Linked DNA regions of Mus musculus: regions 2 and 3 are each linked to region 1. The links are chromatin contacts, called in public promoter capture Hi-C maps. All regions are on one chromosome and are shown on one strand. The core of a region is the stretch at or near the end of the contact, and the rest is flanking DNA. Distances in the headings are between cores, read along the strand shown.

Region 1 (4,597 bases), core at 613-3,112:
CAGATTGCCTTTGAGTTCTGGCTCCATCTCTTGCTAGCTGTGTGACCTTGGGCAAGTTGCTTAAACTTCTGTGCCCATTTCCCCACTGAAAAGGAGACAGCTGATAGCTGAGTAGGGTGTTGGGGGCTGAGTCAATGCAGCTCTAACAGCTTTGGCAGCGGGTGTATAGCCCATGGGTAAAGCAGATTCTCATTATGTGCTACACCATAGGTTTAAAACTCAGCATCACCGAAAGGCAAAGGAAACCCTGTTCTTACTATTTGGCTTGTAGAACTTGTAGCGAATGCGGCAGTTCTTGTTGTTAGTTACTATTGTGTCCTCTGCAGACGCCTGTGACAGTAGAGCTTGTCAATTTTTTTTTTTTTTTGAGTGTGGAGAAAGCAATAAAGATACAAGAAAGATACATTCAAAATACTAACCTCACCACAGTGGTCATTGTCACATTAGCTTTAAAATTCCACGCTTTCCTTTTAATATCAGCGGTTTGAATTCTCTACTATTTCAAATGCCATAACTTCATCCCTCCTGTGTGTGTAGATCACTTCAGCCTAAATGTCATTGCCTTATTATTGTTAATTTTTTAAGCCATTGGGACTAACTTTTCTATAAGAACTTCCAAATTTTCTAAGTCAATCGTCAGAAAGTGTTTAATGGGAAGGTCAAATACAGGCAAAGCTCTCTGCTCAGTGACTCACCTAGGACAGAAGGGAAACACTCTACTTTTTACCGGAATCTGAGTTAAGAAATAGGGGCAACAGAACAGATGGCAAACAACTGCTTGCGTTACATCAAAATCGACGAGAAGCGATCACCTGGTTTCCAGTCTGAGATGGTTACACAAGATTAGTGGAACTGAAAAAGTTACCTTTTACACAATAAAAGCGGCTCCAGAGGCTTTAAAAGCAAAAAGAACAGCTAGTAAGAGCATGGCTAATGCTTACAGGAAGGGGCACAATCTTACATATCAGAGAACGCTGTTACTAATGGACAGTCCCAGATTCATGCACACATGTGCTGCCCTGATGGGAATTTAGGGTGGTATCAAAAAAAAAAAAAAAAAAGGTGAAGTTGGGAAGACGACATGGGGAAACTTGGAGGAGAATGGGATGTGGATATGGTCATATTTCATGTTTTCATATCTGAAGTTCTCAAGAATAAAGAAAAATCATAATAAAAAAGGATCAAGTAAACTGATGGGTCCATTGCGTCCGTTATAAGCTTGTGGTGGTGGTGTTTTCATACCTAAGAAAAACGCAGCCTCTGTCCCTGTCTTAGTTGAAATGATACTTTAGTTTCCTCCTTTGCAGCTGGCAGTTTCTTAACTTTACTATCTATCTGTAAGGCAAAGTTTCAGATGGCTTTGACTTTTAGGATGAAGTATAAAATTCTCTGGATGAACACAACTATAAAAGGCTGACATAAAGATATGTAATCCAATAAAATGTCCTGCACGGAGGAGAAATTGAGAATATAAGAGTATTGGGGCCAGTGGTGGTGGCACACCCCTTTAATCCCAGCACTTGGGAGGCAGAGGCAGGCAGATTTCTGAGTTCGAGGCCAGCCTGGACTACAAAGTGAGTTCCAGGACAGCCAGGGCTACACAGAGAAACCCTGTCTCAAAAAACAAAACAAAACAAAACAAAACAAGACAAAAAAAAAAAGTATTGGAGCTTGCCCTCCAGTTGTTTTTTTTTGTTTTTGGTTTTTTGGTTTTTTTTGGTTTTTTTTGTTTGTTTGTTTTTTGTTTTTTATTCCTTCCAGTAAAACTGATTTCCTCATGTTGTTTCTGGATTAGAGCCAGAGTCAACTTTGCCTGCCTCTAATCAAATAATGGGGAAAACCGTTTGTAATTCTGACTTCAGTTAGAAGTTCCTGGGAGGCTCTGTGTGGATGGACTGAGCCTAGCTAAGTCCTGATTCATTTTGACTTGAGGTAAGTTATTATCTGTACTGCTGACTGGACTGTAATAATGGTGACTCTTTCATGACAGCGAATGGCAGACACCAGGACTCAGAAAGTAGCCTTTGGCTTTCGAAAGAGATTGAGATGACTGACAATAAAGCAGAGTTGCTTGCAACTTGGAGGAGAGATTTAGAATTTAATTAGTTTCTAGTCTCCTTGTATTTCAAATGAGTTAGATGGGGATTCACAGTAGAACTTTCCATTTCAGCCTACAGAATTAAAAACAGAGTAGGGTAAGACTGGCCAAGGTGAAATATGGCAAGACATATCTCAGGGTTGTTTGCAGGGAAATAGACATAGAGGCTAGATACCTGCCCAGCTCTAGTGCTTTTAAGACTTATTATAAATGTAAAATATATTTAAAATATAAATAATTATGAATATATATTATCTGGGAACTGAATGAATGATCAAAGGCAGGGTAGAAATCCCTGATGGAGATTATAAAATCAATACAACATTCTCCGATTGGACACAGCTGCACTGACAATCTAGTCTTCATTATTCATGTTAGTAAACCATCCTTATTTGGTACATCTAGTTTATATAACATCATCCTGATCCTTATCATTCACTATGCCTAGTTGTATTTCTTTTATAGTATTTTTGCTTTAGGTATTTTGAATTAGAAATCATTATATTTTCAAATTATTATAAAGGTATGCATTGAAATTACCTTCAAATATCTGCTCTCAGACAGGCTTTCTTATTTGATATAAATCATTTTAAGAAGGTGGGGGTGCAGTTCAGTGGTAGAATGTGACTCTCGTGGGTAGGACTCTTGTCAGTGTACTACTAGGTTTTCATTATCCATTCATCATAGTTGGATATTGGGGCCACTTCCATTTCCTGGCTACCATGAATAGAACAGCAATGACCGTGGTGTACTCATACCGTAACAGCAAACTATAGTCTTTGGGGTATCTGATCCAGAGTGATTCAGCTGGATCTCATGGTAGATCTACTTCTAGCTCTTTGAGGAACCTTTACATAGTGGCTGGACCAGTTATACTCCTACCTGTAACCATACTTTTTGGCTACTTTATTAGGTTCTTTTACCTACCACTCTTCTCTACCCCAACCCCTTCCAACCGCCCAATCCCGGGTAGGCAAAAAAGAAGGCTAGAGGGGAAAGGAGAACAGGTCTCTTTAGACTACTTCCTGATGAGTAGTGGCATCAAGTTCCTTGGAGGAAAACCAATCTTCCATCATCAGGATATCTACAACTAGAAACAGGCAGTCATCCAGCCAACAAGAAAGACGGGCAAACAGCAGCAGCAGAGACCAGTAGCTGCCGCAGCCTCTTGGAGCTAGGGCATTTTTCTAGCCTCGCAAGAGTTCCTGGAATTCCAAACATAAAATATCTTCAGCTGGCAGTATCACACCCATGCCAGACCACAAGACGAATCATAGTTAGCTGCTGTGGACAATCTGAAGCATCCCATACCCCACACCTGGGATTAAAACAAAAACATATTTGCATAACATGAATGGGTTTTTAAAAAAACCAAAATTCTCCCTCTACCCACCAGTGGTGGATAATAGTCCCTCTTTCCCCGTATCCATGCTAGCCGCTGGTTTTCTTCTTCTTTAACTTGGCCATTCTGACTGGGATAAGATGAAACCTCAAAGTAGTTTTAATTAGTCTATCCCTAACGGCCAAGCATGTTGAACATTAAAACAAAAATGTTTCTCTGGATGTACAGCTGTTGAGAATTCAATGCTTTTAAGATCGTCAAATAAAGTGTTGGGTATTAAATTGAGATTTTTATCCTTTGCTATATTTTTTTTCCATTTTTTATTAGGTATTTAACTCATTTACATTTCCAATGCTATACCAAAAGTCCCCCATATCCACCCACCCCCACTCCCCTGCCCACCCACTCCCCCTTTTTGGCCCTGGTGTTCCCCTGTACTGGGGCATATAAAGTTTGCAAGTCCAATGGGCCTCTCTTTCCAGTGATGGCCGACTAGGCCATCTTTTGATATATATGCAGCTAGAGTCAAGAGCTCCGGGGTACTGGTTAGTTCATAATGTTGTTCCACCTATAGGGTTGCAGATCCCTTTAGCTCCTTGGCTACTTTCTCTAGCTCCTCCATTGGGAGCCCTATGATCCCTCCATTAGCTGACTGTGAGCATCCACTTCTGTGTTTGCTAGGCCCCGGCATAGTCTCACAAGAGACAGCTACATCTGGGTCCTTTCGATAAAATCTTGCTAGTGTATGCAATGGTGTCAGCGTTTGGATGCTGATTATGGGGTGGATCCCTGGATATGACAGTCTCTACATGGTCCATCCTTTCATCTCAGCTCCAAACTTTGTCTCTGTAACTCCTTATCCTTTGCTATATTTAAAAATTAAACAAATAAATATATTCTGTTGAAATAAAAAATGTTTCTCATCTAGATTTATAACTTACCTCTGAGAATTCTGTTTAGTTCCATGTTTCTTTTTTTCTTTTTTCTTTTTTTTTAAGTTGGGTCGTTTGTTTCCTTGGTGTTTTTTGAGTTCTTTGTATGCTCCAGATAGTAATCTTCTGTCAGATGTAAAACAGGTAAAGATTTGCCCTATACTGTAGACGGCCTTTTCACTCAAATGATCATGCTCTTTGCCACGGCTTTTTAGTTTCATGGGG
Region 2 (4,597 bases), core at 1,311-3,810, 580 kb after region 1:
GGTTTTATCAAATGTGCAATCATTAGCCACACTGGTCCCCATGGAAACGCTTTTTGGCATCATTGCCTGATCAGAAATTTGACTTGTCTCGGAAGAGATCTAAACTATTCCAGAAAGACTTATAAATGTGCGGCACATTTCCAGATTCCTTTAGGCCAGTGAAGTTCACAGGCTGTTAGAGGAAGCTCCCAGTTTATATCAAGCTTTTATTTGAGAACGCCTCCAGCAACATAAAACTTTAAGAAGTGAGTTTCTGATCCTTGGTAATAGCATAAAAAATTCAAGGTACAACTCACCCTTTGGGGGTTTCCTTAGGCATTTCCCCATATTTTGTGAGCATCCGAGTTGGTTTCCCCACACTTGCTTGGTGTTAGCTGTATCACACTTATAACGTAGTAGTCTCATCTACATCAATCTTTTGGCATCGGCTGTGATACTCTGAGTACGGATTGCTTAAATATTGACAGCGTCTCTTTGGTAAGTGATTGCTCAGCCTTATCACCGGGATGAATTTAGACATCCCATGAATATAGACATATTGATACAAGGCATTTTAATAATGTATGTTCTCCCCTCACATTACTACTCTAAGATGCCTTCTACAAAACAAAACCAAAAACCTTCAGTGTCTTCCACTCTACCGGCTGTTGAGTAGTGAAAACAGAGAGCCTGGGGGATATATAGTAGTGTTATGAGTACGAGAGACTTCACCGGGTTACTGAGGACTAGACCTTATCACTGAATAACTTCTGTAACTGTGGGGTTAAAGGACAAGCTGAGAAAAAATCCTTAGGGAGTTATTAGATTAAGCCAAACTGCAGTTAGTAGAAACTTGTTTCTCTTTTATTATAATATTTCCATCATATTCTGTTAACTTATCCTAATAATTGGCTTATAATAGATTAATTTAACCTAGTGCTTATTTTACGAGTCTTTAAATAAGTACCATGATTTTTGAATCATCAACACTTTAGACTAATCTTGAATTGTTCAGACATCTCTCTTTACCTATGTATAGATGTTTTCAAATCTGTACTATAATATTTGTGTGTAAAAATTGCTGATCCAGTACACTATTTATCAGCCTACCAGAAGACAGAATACTGAAAACACATTATTCCAGGATGTCTGTCTGATTCAGAATATTCCCTCCAAACAGATGTAAGCTCATTATATCATAAAATTTAATTTGGAGATGAGGTCATATAGACAGGAAATGATGTTTTCAGTCTATAAATAAGGATACTGGAGCTGGTTTGAATCGAGACCAGAAAGTACTACTGACTAAAGCGGGACTTTCTTTGACTACCCCTGATGTTCTTTACAAAAGGGAAAATTACACTTTGACTTATTCTTGTCATTTACAAGTGATGTTTTATAGCTTGTTCCAATCTACCCTCTCGGGTGGTAGGAGTATGAATATGGTCCAAAACGTGCAAAGGGGATGTGACAATTTTAAAATGAATTCGACATTAATGAAAACATATTTTGAAGGTTGCAATATGCCGGTATTGAACAGGAGATTAAAAAAAAAAACAAAATCAAAAACAATGTGTAAGGTCAAAGAATTTACAACAATGTCATAAACAAGGGCCAGGAAAACAACGAAACAAATACTACTCCAAGAACTGTTCTATGAAACTTCAGTATGGCAGAGGGTGTTTTTAGTCTCTGGATTCCCTTGGTGCCTTAAAGGGACCTCATAGTGGATACTTTGTGTCTCTAGCTGTCGTTTAGTTACAGCTAGGAAAAGACAGCCGATATGTACCTAACACAGGATCTGGGGTTTTCACATCTCTATCAAGATTCCATCAGTGAAGTCACATGGTTATGTGAGATGTCTGACTTGACAGCAACCTTAGTACTAGGGCACAAACAACATTGGTATTACTCTCACTTTCACCCCAAAGACTCTGCTGACTGAGCCTGTGCCAGAATACATCCAGAACCCAGTAGACTATGCATACTGCATCAGGGTGCAGTCATTTTTTCCCCCTACCACATTCTGAAGTTCCACCTATCTTCGGATGCTCTGGAAGGCAGCCAATGAGGGTATAAAGCTTCACAGATTCATTCGCATCTCTCCAAGAAACCACACCCAACACAAGGCCCTCTTTGTGCCTTAGGAAACAGTGGTGCCACAGTATTACCGTTTTATGCTGCCTGACTCTCTTTGGGTTTTGATTTTTCTTTTTTTAAAAAAAGAAAATATGGGGGGTATCTTTATGTCTCTTTTACTGTTCCAAGCTGCTGGACCCAAATGATCTTCCTGCCTCAGCCTCCTGAGTGGCTGGGATTACAGGCAAGCGCCACCGCAGCCAGCTTGAAGATCCCCATCTGGAAAAATACCTAGTGACTTGGGCAGTGAGAGCCTCCACCAGAGAGAGGGAGCGGAAAGGAGAGCAAAGTCCAAGGGTGAGACCCGCAGGTGCGAGCAGGCGCAGAGCCGCGATCTCAGGCCCGCGCAGGCGCCCAGCACCACCGGCGCACCTGGAGGAGGAGCCAAGGCCGGGACCCGCCCACGCCCGCGGCCGCCGAAGCCCCCTCCCCGCCCTTCCCATTGCGCCGCACGCGCGCGCGCAGGTGCGTGAGGCCGCGCCCGCCGGGGACCCTGCAGACGCGGGCCCGCCATGGAGCACATCCGCACGCCCAAGGTTGGTGGCCCGGGCGGAGGAGGCAGAGAAGGAGGAGGGATGCTAAGCGCACGGGGCTGCCCGGCCGGGAGCTGGACCGCGAACGAGGGAGGAGCTGGCGGCGCCCTAGCATCTCCCAGAGCACTGCGAGGCCGGTCTTTCTCTTGCTAGCTCACAGGCCTAGCTGGCGCTAATCTCTTGTCCTTGGGGGTGAGGTGGTGCGCAGTGGACGCAGGGGTGGGCAGGAGGGAATGGACCCCATTTGTCTGTTGAGTAACAGGGTGCTGATAAACGGTTTTTCTTTAAATATTTTCATTTAAAGAAGGTGCTGGTAGCTCTGAGCAGTTGAAAAGGAAGCAAGCTCTTGAATAGCAGGTGCAAAGAAAGTGCGTTATAGACAGATGGTTTGAATGAACTTGGAAGCTTGTTGAAGCTAAGGATTGGACTCACCCGAAGCATCCTTTCCCATTTTGGAGCTGCTAGGGACCTGCAGCTGAGCCTAGGATACATATTTGCCATGACTGAATGATGGCGTATTCTTCTCTTTCCCGTTTGTTTGGCCCCTTGGGAAGAAGATGCTGCGTATAGATTTCACCCGTGAGTGTGTGTTAAAACACACCGGCGTTTGCCGCTCAACAGAAATGATTATTTCCAGATTATACAGTTAATTAAGACTGGAAGCCTTAGCCATAGTACCAAACCTTGCCACTCTTTGTTGCAATATAATTTAGAATTAAAATAATGATAGAGATTCTTGTCTGATTTTAAAAACCTCTGGGAAGGAAGACCTTTTTAAAAATCCCGTTGTTTCTCTCTTAGTTACCACCACACAGTCTTTTCAGAATCATCTTATATTTAAAATCTAGGTCCCAGACAGACTTGGACTAAAATTATATCCGAGTGCACAGAAGTCATGTGATCCCAGGGCTATTATCATTTCATGGGAACGTATATTTAATTACTTTGCTCCTTATCCAGCAAGAATTTATCCCTACATTCAGAGATGGTTGCCCATACCTCTTAGTAAAAGCCTCATTAATATTGTGTTCATGGAAGAATTAGTCTTCTAGCCTGCTGGAGACCGTCAGTTCCAGCGGTGAGTTTCAGTTGTGTTGACGTTGCCCCATGGAATGAAACTGTTACTTTACAATCAGGAAGTTGTAAACTTAGGAGACAGTGCCATAAACCACAAGATCCGTGGCTCAGGGCTCTCAGGTCTTAAGTGGTACTAAATAATTTATTCAAGAGTGATGAGTTTAACCCATGATTCTCTTTGTCTTTTGCCAAGGGCATTCCTCTTTCATGATGAAGGGGCCCTTTGTACAGGTGGTGTCTTATGTGGATGTCGGCAGCGGGGATGAGAGGGTATTTATCCTGGCACTGGATGGCATTGTCTTATTTGGTGTCAACTTGGGAGAGCGATATCACTTTCTGGACTTTACTCTGTTTCACCTCAGACAAAGCCATATCTCTATATTTTTTTGTTTTGTTTTGAGGCAGGGTTTCTCTGTATAGCCCTGGCTGTCCTGGAACTCACTCTGTAGACCAGGCTGGCCTCGAACTCAGAAATCCGCCTGCCTCTGCCTCCCAAGTGCTGGCATTAAAGGTGTGTGCCACCACTGCCCGGCAAAGCCATATATTTAAACCTGAATAACAGGAAGTATTTTTTTAAAATTGGTTTTCATCAATACCCTCTAGGCCATGTAGACATTTGTGTGTCTGGAAATGGGAAGACAATGGGTGGTTGGGATGGAGAGAGAAGTCACTGAAGTGTCTTTGAATTACATGGCCGTTAGCATTAGAATAATAAACAGTAACAACAAAACGTTGAGGTTACACATATTAGGCGGATGAGATTTGTTTATCTGTTTCATTCCACAAGCATTTAAGGGTCGTGTTCTGTGCAGTTTGTGAGATGCTTGGAGTACCACACATGCAGGAACTCATAGTCTGGATGGGGGTGC
Region 3 (4,597 bases), core at 1,370-3,869, 560 kb after region 1:
GGGCCAGGAAGCAGGAGTGGGTGGGTTGGGGAGCAGGGCAGGGGGAGGGTATAGGGAACTTTCAAGATAGCATTTGAAATGTAAATGAAGAAAATATCTATTAAAAAAGAAAGAAGGAAAGAAAGAAAGAGAGAGAGAGAGAGAAAGAAAGAAAGAAAGAAAGAAAGAAAGAAAGAAAGAAAGAAAGAAAGAAAGAAAGAAAGAAAGAAAGAGAAAGATTGCCCAGAGCTTAGTCATTCCTTAGGTCAATATTTCCCAAGCATCAGAGGATAAGAATCCATGAGGCACCGGCTTAAAGTGTGAATTCCCCATCTGTGTCTTTGGAGACTCTGATTTAATCATCTGGGGGAGTCATCAGGGGTTTCCTGTTTATTGGGCTCCCAGGTTATTATCATTAGGGAATTGTGGAGCTTCTTGAGTTAAAGTGGAAATTCACAAGTTGTCCTTCATGAATCACCTCGTATAAACCAAGGTTCTGTATGCCATCCTCTGCTTAGCCACTCTGGTGTGTGGCTGTGCTGAAATCCCACCATTCCTGAGAGCTAGAAAAGAATCACTGGCAAAACATGTCAGGGGTGGGGAGAAGCAGGTTGTTCTATCCACGAGTGCCTTTTTCTACGTGACACCTCCAAGCCCTATTACACACACACAGCTTTAGTGTTTGGCTCTGGACAGAAGGGCCTAGAATGCCACTTAGCTGTACAGTCTCCTGGGCTTTCCACACAGACATGTTAGAGTGGGGGCTGCAGATTAGCTGTATCTTATTTATTTTATTATTGTTTGCGGTGGCGTTTCTATCCAGGACCTTATGCATGTGAGGTAAGACTTCTACCAGTGAGCTGCATCCCTAACCCTACGCCCATCATATTTTTAGACCATTCCCCTGACTCTGTCTCATGCGGCAGCCAGAGGACCACCCCAGCTTATACCCAATCCTGTTAGCTGTAGTTCCTTTCATTAGTGTGACTCTGTCGTGTGCTCACTCCTTTGCTCAGCTTTGAGGACTGACATCAAAAGCTGTAGGTGGTCCAGAACAGAAATTAGGAGAGCTAGGATATTAATTAGTACCTTAACAGTCCAACTGGAAAAACCGAAGCCCAGAGTTCTTCTGTCCCTTGGGTCCACCAAGTCCTAATATCTTTGTCCCTGGTGTCTATTTATAAAGAAGCACTGAACATCGTGGCTGTAACTGTTATCATTGGAGCCCTGCTACCCAGCTCCAACTGAACCTGGGATGTCTCTTTCTCATTTTTCATACTTTGGGGACTATTATTTCTCACATCCTGGTTTTACTGCAACTCAAAGTTTGTCTTCATTCTCTGTAAAAGTCTTTAAGGTCTCTAAACCCACAGGAATGTTTTGTCCTCTACGTACTACACAGATTTCCAGGTATTGATTCTTTGTAGCCTCTATCTCATCACAGGTTGGCCACTATCCACCTGGAGTGCCCTCAGGGCATACTGGCTTCTTTCTGTGGAGCAAACAAACACACTCTTGATCTCCGATGCTGATGAAGAGCCACGCGGGATGCGGAGGTTCGGACTTTGCAGAGCAGACTTGTTTTCATCTTTTTCTTTTTCTCTTTCTTTTTTTTAATTTACCCTTTTATTCAGGTCTCTCAGTTAGCTGTTGCTGGACTCTTCTTAGCCTAAAACATTTCACAAGGTAGACTCTGAGAACCTGCAGGAAAGAGACAGAGGAAAAAGTAGCAAAATTGAGATACATTACAAAACTTACCAAACTTCAGATTCTTCCATTGGGATTAAACTCTATTTTCTTTCGACTTTCTTGTGAGAATCCTTAATGTTAGGATTCTTCTTTGAGTTTATATCTGAAATCCCTCCAGCCCTTCACCCCCCAACCTCCTCACTATCCACCCCTGTTACCCTCCCCTTCCCGCCTTGATTTTTGCTTCCTCGAACAGGGAATGGCGAGACAGGTTTTTAAGTCCATCCACTACAACAAACATCAAGGGATGACTTTCTGTTCTTTTTTTTTTTGATTCCTTCTTCATAGGACTGGCTGATTGATGTCTCCGCTTATGGATCCACCTCTCCCGTAGAACATTTCACTCGCTAAAGGGATTAGATTTTTATTCTTATAATAAAAGTCAAAATAGCACAGTGGGAGTTTCTTCAATAATTTAAAATAGTTTTCAAGGTGCAAAAGAACCATAGTTTGGGGGTTCTCTGGTGAAGAGAGAAAAACCACCAATGAACCTAGAAAAATAATCGTGTTATCATTGGATAAGATCAGAGGATTGTTATTAGCTCCTAATAATTAGAAAATAATTATTATGACAAGAAAAGGCTGCACACCATTGAATGTTACCGACAAGATGTACAATCTTCCATAACACAAAATAAAAGTTTTATCTTGTAAAAGCAATGTCCTTTCCACTAGAATCTTCCCCCAGAAAACTAGGTGGTTAGCCATGCTGGCTTTCCACACATCTCAATTGGAATTGAATAATCACTGTTGACTTAAAGTGTCAAACAACTTGTGACACAGGTATCCCGAAAAGCTTTGTCACTTGACGCACTTTCAGTTGGCCTTGGCTGTGGAGATCAATGAAGGAAAACAAACTCTAAAGTGACTGTTCACTTGGAACAGAGTCACCTGACCGTCAACAGGCAAGGTTATACACACAGTAAAGGTGATCAGCTCCCTCAACGGTAGTAACGTCAGTGTAGGGGGAATTCCGTGGAGGGAGAGGACATTTAGGCTGCAGTGTGTCACCATCGTCAGAGAAAGGGGATTGACTTACACAGTTTGTCAGGTGCCATCCTGCTTCATAGCACAGTTTGCATCCCATGTGTCTTGCCTCACTTGGTATTTCTGCTTACCCAGAAAACTCATCATGAAAAGAAAGCTTACCTCTTAATCACAGCCTAAGGGGGTGCCCCCTTCTAACCCAGACGCCACGGGAAACATTGCAGTGTTGCCTGGCATTGCAACCCTTTGGGTTAAGGAAAAGGAGCACTAGGAAGCTGTGAACCCAGGCAATCTGGAGAGGGAACCCGGCTCTTGGTACTCATGTTATGCCTTGGGCTGCATCTTGAAGAGAAAGTGAATCCAGGGCTCTAACATTGTCTTTATAAACTAACATACAGGAGGCGAAAGAAAGCTTTGGGAAGTTACCCTGGTTGGTTTACAGAGAAAGGTGGGGATCAATGAGAATGTTTTAGAGCATTTTCCCAGTGTGGGTGGTAGGATTGTTTTTGTTTTGTTTTGCATCTTAAGTGTTAGGGCATCTCAAATCTTGGAGGATGGAGAGAATAATATAATGGTGCATCCATGTGTCATGTGTTCTGGCTCAGATAGGACTCAAAGTTTGTAATAGACTCACAAATGCCTGGAACGCACCAAACTGATCAGATGAGGTCGCAGAAAAGGGTCTCCACAGACTGTAGAGATGACTCAGTGGTTAAGAGCACATGCTGCTCTTGGGGAAGACCCAAGTTTAGTTCCTAGCACCTATGTTGAGCAACTCACAACCCCCTATCACTCTGGCACCAGGGAATCTAAGACCATCTTCTGTCCTCCATGGATAATGTAGTTAAGTGAATATATACACAGTTAAACATAAAAACAAAAAGATCTGAGATTTTTCAGTTACTTTCTGCTAATCCAAAGAGATATATATTCATAGATATGTATATGCATATATATACGTGTGTATGTGTGTGTGTGTGTGTGTGTGTGTGTGTCTTCTCCTGGCATGTCTAGGCTTCAACATACATATGAAATAGCATGGGTCGGAATGTCTCAGATGTGCCATGAAAAAGCATGCTTTTTGTATTATTATTACTGTACTATTTTATATGTATGAGTGTTTTGCCTGCATGTATGTCTGTGCATCATGTATGTGCCTACTACCCACAAAGGCCAGAAGAGAGTGTCAGATTCTTGGACATCTGTGGGACAGACTCCCAAGTGGGTGCTGAGAATTGAAACCAGGTCCTTTGGAAGAGCAGCTAGTGCTCTTAACTGCTAAGTTATCTCTCCAGGCCAGCCTTTAGTATTCTCAAATAATTCTTTCCATAGCCTTCAAGTAGTTATTAAGATCTTTTTGTCAATTTCCTTAGCATGAAATTTTAATCAAGTTTTCTGAGTTTTCTTATCTGTGTTCTAATAAATGTGATCATCTAAATTTAAATATGTGTATGTACATTGTGGGGTTGGTAGTATAGTTCATTGTAGAGCAAATGATATTAGGCTCTGAAGACACTCTTCTCCACGCCCCCCAAAATAAACAAGTGAAAATCCCCAAACTAAAATAAAACCATTTTTAGAAGAAATAATAAAACAGACCAAAAGAATTTCTGATGTGTCTTCAGATATAGATATTCAAACGTTGTATTCCTTTTATGTTTCTTGGGGGTAAGAACAGTAACACTCTACATGGGAAGATAGGTCTTACCTCTATAGGAAATAAGAAAACAAAAACTAAAAGACATTCTTATATATGTCTAGAGTTTGAAAGCATTCTTTGAACTAGAGGAGGGAACAGATATTTAAAAAATTAAGTCTTTTGTGCTCTTTTCCAGGGAACAACTATTTACTATAATAAAGAATTGCATATATTAATACTTAA

The links. Promoter capture Hi-C pulls out the DNA fragments that hold promoters and counts their contacts.
Region 2: a contact with region 1 is called in a promoter capture Hi-C map of liver. The contact joins the promoter of Mtmr7 here to the promoter of Fgl1 in region 1. A contact is called at or near these places in 6 of 39 promoter capture datasets (cranial neural crest, embryonic stem cells, hippocampal neurons and 2 more).
Region 3: a contact with region 1 is called in a promoter capture Hi-C map of liver, with 2.3 times the contacts expected there. The contact joins the enhancer-like site here to the promoter of Fgl1 in region 1. A contact is called at or near these places in 7 of 39 promoter capture datasets (the 3T3-L1 cell line, embryonic stem cells, hematopoietic stem and progenitor cells and 3 more), 2 of 484 Hi-C or Micro-C datasets (both in liver) and 1 of 115 datasets of contacts at active chromatin or transcription factors (embryonic stem cells).

Annotation. Positions count from the first base shown.
Region 1 is chr8:41,212,421-41,217,017 of GRCm38.p6, reverse strand. It overlaps Fgl1 (fibrinogen-like protein 1), which reads left to right and starts at 1,862. Exons shown (of 8, transcript NM_145594.2): 1 at 1,862-1,932.
Region 2 is chr8:40,632,755-40,637,351 of GRCm38.p6, reverse strand. It overlaps Mtmr7 (myotubularin related protein 7), which reads left to right and starts at 2,560. Exons shown (of 14, transcript NM_001040699.1): 1 at 2,560-2,654. The coding sequence starts at 2,631.
Region 3 is chr8:40,657,318-40,661,914 of GRCm38.p6, reverse strand. No RefSeq gene overlaps it. Among named protein-coding and RNA genes, the nearest start is that of Adam24, 15 kb to the left of the region's middle. Within about 2 kb of position 2,619, at least 8 of the 459 cell types and tissues checked have an H3K27ac peak or open chromatin away from gene starts, as enhancers often do. A contact at or near this core is called in liver, where this site is marked.